Regions from separate parts of the Gasterosteus aculeatus genome. Here region 2 is linked to region 1. Evidence: chromatin contacts called from public Hi-C data. All regions are on one chromosome and are shown on one strand. The core of a region is the stretch at or near the end of the contact, and the rest is flanking DNA. Distances in the headings are between cores, read along the strand shown. Region 1 holds the start of commd6 (COMM domain containing 6). Region 2 overlaps klf12b (Kruppel like factor 12b).

Region 1 (3,357 bases), core at 512-3,011:
GTTAAAAAAGTATTTAGGGAAATATTGACTCACATCAGAGATTTCGGCTGAATCCACTCCCCCGGTTTGCCCTTGAAGATAAGTCAGAATGTGCTGACACTGTGGAGATTAGAAGATTAGTTATTGGAACTGCAGCGAAGCCTCCATGGCGACGACGCCACATCCTGTGCAGCTCGTGCAGAGCGCGGCCGCTAATAGCCCGACAACGAGCACCATTGTATTGTATTTAACATCCACTCGTCGAATCCCACTGAGAGGTTTGCTCCGCCACAACTTCGAGCTGTGGCAAACACGGCGAGAGGAAGCGCAGAGAGAGATGCTGCTCTACATTTATGCCCATTACGATATTTATATCTGTGGCAGGACCGACAATAACCACACAACGTGTGACTCGTGCTCCTCTTATGCTTTGCTCTACACCTGGTTCTTACTATTTGGTTAATAAATAATAACAAACCCCTTTCGGGCCTGCATGCAACACGAACAAAGAGAACGATCGCATGTACTCACTGCTTCCGTCAACAGATGTGGAGGAAGCTGGCAGATGTGGTCCACGACTTTGTTGACACCTGAAGTACAGAAATGAAGAAAGTCACGCTCTCAGTCTGATGTTATATATATATAATAATTGCAACTAAAAACGCAAATGATTCCTCCATGACTAAACTAATGCAAGTATGTCAGTGTGACCATATCAGCCTTCTTTGGACTAGAACATCTCGTAGAAATAATTGTCTCGTACTCAGTTAACGTAATATGGGACATGAACGAAGACGCCAAACGATAACGAGTTACAGCTCATAAGGCAACACAGCATTTGAAAAAGGAATAAACACAAATATTTTTTAAATAAAATTCTTCTAAATTACAAGAAAGTTGTCACAGGACATAATGATTTCAATATCGTGGAGTTTCTTTAAGAAACACTTTGCTTTATTTATTTACTTTGCATTTATTTTTAAATGGAACATTGCAGTTTTTGGACTAAAGTGTATACGCACACACATCTCACTCAAAAAAATCAAAACCTTGGTTAACATCTGGTTTGATAGTCAAAATGAATTAAATTCATTGGCGAGTGGTGACGTCATCAAATGCTGCCGTTCCGATCGCAGAGAATCAAAACAAAGATGGCCGCCCGCCCAATACACGGATGGGTTATTGATCCGCAACTAGTGAAACAAGTTAAAGCCTGTTTTTGTTTTTTTACATAGCACAGCTGCCAGAATATAATGAATGTAAAATGCCTGTGTAACGTTATAGCGGGTACGGTACTGGAGAAGACGTGTTTGGGTTTGGGATAACGTTATGATTCGTTATACATGGAAACGTTTACGAACTACCGTGTTAAACTAACGATGCTAAATCCACGTATGGAAGAAGCGTATATTCCTCTGTAGTGAAACTGTAATCTGATGAAAGCACTGTAAGGCTTGTGTAGAGTAACAGGATGGAGATGGAAACTCACCATAGGATTCCTCTGCTGCAGGCATCTTCTCTCTCTGACAAGTCCACGTTACACCGCCGAGCCGTGCGCCAACTTCAACTTCTGTCAAACAAAACGATATATAATAAACGTATGTCAGTATCCCTTAAAAACGCCGAGGGAATTTCTGTGCAGCGAAAGGTCGTCTCACTCAAAACAATCGGTCGTGCTCCTCTTCTGTTTGTTTTCTTTTCGCAACCAGTGTGACGGTGCGCAGCGCCCCCTGCTGCCCGGGAGGCACATCGTCCGCTATGAGGTTTGGGCTGCACAAAACATTACACCTTGGCCAAAATAAGAGAAAAATAAAACATATGTTACTTTATGAATGTACAGTAGTAATTCAAAATTAATCACATATTTATAACATATTATGGATTTAAGTTGGGTGTAAATACAGCCTTATTTTTAAGTACAAAATAGGCCTTAAAGTATTAGAAGTTTTATTAGCAATGTAATTTTGTGGAAAGTGTATTGAAGTATTGAGTATATTTTTATTGACCTGGCTCCAGTCGATTTTTCTATCTTTCCGATTCTCAGGTCAGTCCACAACTGTAATTAGAAATACTCCTAAGAATTTGACTTTTTAGCTGAAGTATATAATCAGCCTTTTAAGTAATACATACTTATTTTGAGGCGTACGAAGCCGCAAACTAAAGACACACCTATTCAGATTCTACCTTGACTAAAAAATACAAAACAAATTGTAGTATTGTAACTTTAATGGACTTATAATGGCTCGTATCTATAGCAAGTTGTAAACGGCGTATTTGATGAAATTGCACTTTCTTGTTTCTTGTTCTTCTGGGTTTGTATCCTCATGGTTCAAATGCATGTATTGTAAGTCGCTTTGAATAAAAGTGTCAGCTGAATGACATGTAATGTAAAGTAACTATAGTTAGACCAATGTAGTGGAATAAAAAGCACAGTATTTGCTTGTGAGATTAACTTATAAAAGTATAAAGCTGCTCAGGTTTGCTGGGGATACTTACAAAAGCCATTTAAAGGTGTTGTTGGCCACACATGAAGAATGTTGAATGAATAATCTGAAGGCTATTTTATTCAGAGCAGTCATGGACGACCATGCGAATACAGGATAACAGCGCCTCTTAGCGGCAACGGTAATAAGTACAACCCCACGAGGAATTGAACGGGATCCCCAGTTGGAAGATTTTTTTTATCTTCATTTTTCCTCATCATTATCGAATAAACATTATCAATAAATAAGACTGGAAACACGACCATTGTTAATAGCTAGGGCGAGGTGTTGCTCTATGAAGAGCTGAACGGGACTGGGGCCACTAAATCCCGTATGAAGTCTTTCCAAAGTCTAAAAGATGCCTGCGACTCTGGAATGATCCACTTTTCGGGTAGTGTGGGAGGCACATTTTAAAATATTTTTTTATTGCAGAGAAAGACCCATGACACAAGTATCTACGGTAGTAAAAGAGAAAACAAGGATGTTTATAGAGCACGTACCTTGTATCTGTAAGGCGTAAAGTATTAAGCGTGTTGTAGTTCAGGTTTATGAAGGAGAAGGAACCCCTGCATATTGTATAAATGCGAGGGGCGACTCTCCTCACGCGGAAGTGAATGTGAGCTGTCAAACACATTCGGGCAAATCAGTTTCAGCGGTGTAGTTCTTTGTTGGCAGGAAAGTAGTTGTTGACGTGACTTCAGAATGGACAGTCCGCGCTGGTTGCCCCTAGAGTCAAATCCAGAAGTACGTGTTGGCGATACTTCTTCAAACTTTGTTGTTTTTATCGAAGCCATTCATATACAAGCATGTGAGGGCTAGCTCACATTTAGCTAGCCGTTGGAACAAAAGCTCAATGCCGGTGTGGCGGCTTTGACGAATCCGTAACACATTTTAT
Region 2 (3,357 bases), core at 288-2,787, 86 kb before region 1:
GCGTCTTTGGACCCGAGTTGATTCGGAGGAGCAGCAGCAGCCGTCACGATGGGACGAATCCAGGCTCGCTCGCTTGACCGTAATCCGTTGCAAACTGGGGGTCGCTTCCTTCCTATATGGGATTATCATATTTCCTACGTGAAAGGTTTCAAAGGGACGTGGTAGTTTTGTTTTTCAGACTGAGACCGAGCACCTGCCGGTCTGAACTTCTGTCTCTAGCTTTTAGTTTCTTTGGCCGCCATCCACGTATCCAAAGCAACCTTTAAAGTGCCTTTAACTCATTTCTTTGTTATTTTGGGGGGAGGGACGGTTGAAAAACCAAGCGTCCCTCTTGGGACAGTATTCTTTTATCAGGTACATAATTGAATGATATGGGTGTCGCCCCTAATTACCAACACGTAGCCATCTGTATTCATCACCAACATTCTTTTGGATCTGATTGAGGTTGAACTAAATCTCTCATTTGTTTGTTGTGTATTTATATATATTTGTATCTGCTGTTAAAGGATACAATCCATTGATTGAGTTTGGGTGGATAAAGATTTTAAACATTTTTCTTTAATAGCAGGGAATGTTAAATATTATTATTAATATTTTACATAGGCTAACAATATTCTATAATTTGATACTCAGCATATCACTTTCTCCATCGCAAGATGTGCCAGAGAATTGTTGCAATACTTTTAAAATAGATATAGACTCGTATATATTTTGACAGTAGCATTGTGTCACAGCTTCATACGATGTCGCACAAATCGAGCAAAATGTGCCACAAAGCCAATGCAGCCCTCACACTCCAAATAAAAGTATGTGTTGAATATAGCTTTTTGAATGTGACTTTTTATTTGTATCTTTTTAAACGTTTTTTGTAAATTATGACTGTCTTCCATATTAAATGTGCTGACTAAAGGATTATGACTACGGTAATGTTTGACACCTCTACAGCAATTTAACACACCAGCCGCTTGTTGTTAGAGGTCGACCCCTGGCCGGCACGGATATGAAACAGATCTGGCATTCTTTGTCATTTTGTCATTATATTTTATGAATATCAAGAAAGAAGAATTGCATAACAATTCTTTGTAAGGTTGGAGTTAAATATTTGAACTGAGAAGACCAAAATTGCTGCATCCACAGATATTTAGTATTTAGTCACTGGGTTATGACGGGGTTTTTGTTAACGTCTTCTCTGGATATTCTCCTACTCTAACCAGCACCTGTTGACCTTCTGGTGTGCAAAATGTGCTCTTCAATTGTACAAAACCTGACCAATGTTTCTGTGATTTGGATGAAAAAGGTTCCCCCTAAGCTTGTTTCCTGTGGCCCGGTGGCCTTTGTCTGCTCGGGGATCCTTGTGCAACGCGCGATCAGCAAGGCGCCCTCGGTGCACTTCTTCGCATCGTCCACAATTTTGAAGCGTGACATCTTCTTTTTGTTGGCTGATTATTTTGGAAAGTGTCCCTGACGTGAGTCACGGCTCACAGCAGAGAAGTTGTCTGAGCTTGTCCTGCGTGCGCAGGACGTTTCCCCCGCGGAGACTCTTTTACCATCACTGCTATCCACTAACGTGCTTCTTCGCTTTGCTCCTTCAGCACACGGGCCCCGTGAGCCATTAATCACACGCGTGATGTAGTGCACGCCGTACATGCTAAGCGGGTTGGGAATTGAAACCCCCGTTGTTGCAATCACCGGCTGACAGAAACATTCATCCAGATCCAGTTATTGGAGAAGCGGCGGACAGAGCGGAGCTGTCACCACTACACACCGCCTCTTAAAAATACAAAGCAATGCGATATTACACCAACAGAAGGTTCTTTGTGAATTCAGGATGTAAAAATAAGTAGTGGATGTACTGCACTCAGCCTACGAGCTACTGTGCCGTATATAACATGCAGAAGTGCAAACGTCCCCCTTGATACCAAGATTAGGTTCCTGGATGCCGCGGAACGTGAGCGCAGGACTCGGATGTCAGAGACCACATTCCACCCGTCTCAGCTCGCAGGCAGCAAGCAGCTCCCACGCCAGTGTGTTACATACAAAATGCAACTTTATTAACCTTCATGCCTCCATTCATATTAATATACATGTATATGTTTGAACTTATTTTAATTTCACAGCTCCATCCATATGAAAAAATACAGAGAGAAAAAAGGCAAAACACTGACTGGATACTTCAACAACTCTTGGAGAGAAAAAAGAAAAAGCGTAACAGTAAACAACAAAAAGAAAGGAAAAAGGACACCTGTTCTTGAATTTTTGAAAAATATCAGGATTACAAATTTTACAGATGTGGAATTCTGTGAGCAGAATCTCCATTTGAAGCGGCGCCGAGCATCATCACATTTATTTCAGAATATTTTTTAAATGTTTTTTCCCCCGGTAAGAATGAAAAGATCTGAATATATTTACACTACACTCACTTTACATAAATACGGGAACAACAATTACTGTACGTAATATCAGCAAACTTGGAAAAAACATAGGCTTCACTACTTAAACCTTCAAAACCAGGAAATCAGAAGCAGATGTTACAACAGAAAGTTCAAAATAGATATGGAACCAATAGAGAAGTGTGTACTTGGGATCTCCTCGCCGTCCTCCGTGTTCAATGGACGGGACGGAGCTGAAGCATCGAGAGGCCTTCGACTCTTCGGTCCGCCCCCCTGGGAGGGGGGGGGGGGGGGACTTATTGCGAGAAAAGCAACCACGTGAGCGTGTTTAGTGGGAGGACGCTGCATTGGACACGATGGCGTAAGGCTCTGTGGGAGGAGAAAGTTTAAACATTAAAGGTCCCACTTGCATAATGTCCTATGTGCGTCTTCTGTTCTTTTTGTCCAAAAATTGATGCTTTTCCCATCGGATGTTTATTCGTCTAAGCACACGCGTTGAAAGAAAATCTTAACTCTGCAGAGAGCAGCTGATGTTACGAGTTTTGCAATATGAGGCACTATTCATTATTATTGCATAACTTTGACCCTGGTTGCCGTTACAAAATTATGCATTGAAATGAGGAGAGAGATACTGGAGGGAAATATCACACACACCCTGTCTCGCCGAGACGCCGTGTTCAAGTTCAATCGAATTGAGAAAATGGCGCGTTAAGGCATGCAACGTCGTACACTGAATACCAGCGTCTCAGATATGTGCTTGATTAACATCGTTTCTTGCCGACACAGGGAGTAGAGTACCTTAAATACGGTCAAATTGGTATATAAATAATTTGTTGATTAGAGCAAACACCGGTTCAGCCTTTCGGGAGTAGAAATGATTTGACCATGAGCTTATTGAACCATAAACCAAGGAAAGCAAACTGCTCCGTGACGTCACAAGTGGGAATTTACAAGACGGACACCTTTA

The links. A called contact is a pair of places that touch in the nucleus more often than the background predicts.
Region 2: a contact with region 1 is called in a Hi-C map of skeletal muscle, with 7 times the contacts expected there. The contact joins the enhancer-like site here to the promoter of commd6 in region 1. A contact is called at or near these places in 2 of 6 Hi-C or Micro-C datasets (both in skeletal muscle).

What each region holds. Positions count from the first base shown.
Region 1 is chr16:2,991,490-2,994,846 of fGasAcu3.hap1.1, reverse strand. It overlaps commd6 (COMM domain containing 6), which reads right to left and starts at 1,761. Exons shown (of 8, transcript XM_040200711.2): 1 at 1,638-1,761; 2 at 1,469-1,549; 3 at 511-569; 4 at 34-99. The coding sequence starts at 1,493. It overlaps uchl3 (ubiquitin carboxyl-terminal esterase L3 (ubiquitin thiolesterase)), which reads left to right and starts at 3,056. Exons shown (of 8, transcript XM_078090790.1): 1 at 3,056-3,206. The coding sequence starts at 3,165.
Region 2 is chr16:3,076,856-3,080,212 of fGasAcu3.hap1.1, reverse strand. klf12b (Kruppel like factor 12b) reads right to left here. Exons shown (of 6, transcript XM_040201084.2): 6 at 2,030-3,357. klf5b (Kruppel like factor 5b) reads left to right here. Exons shown (of 4, transcript XM_040201080.2): 4 at 1-822. Among protein-coding and RNA genes, the nearest start is that of klf5b, 6.1 kb to the left of the region's middle. Within about 2 kb of position 1,537, at least 2 of the 9 cell types and tissues checked have open chromatin away from gene starts, as enhancers often do.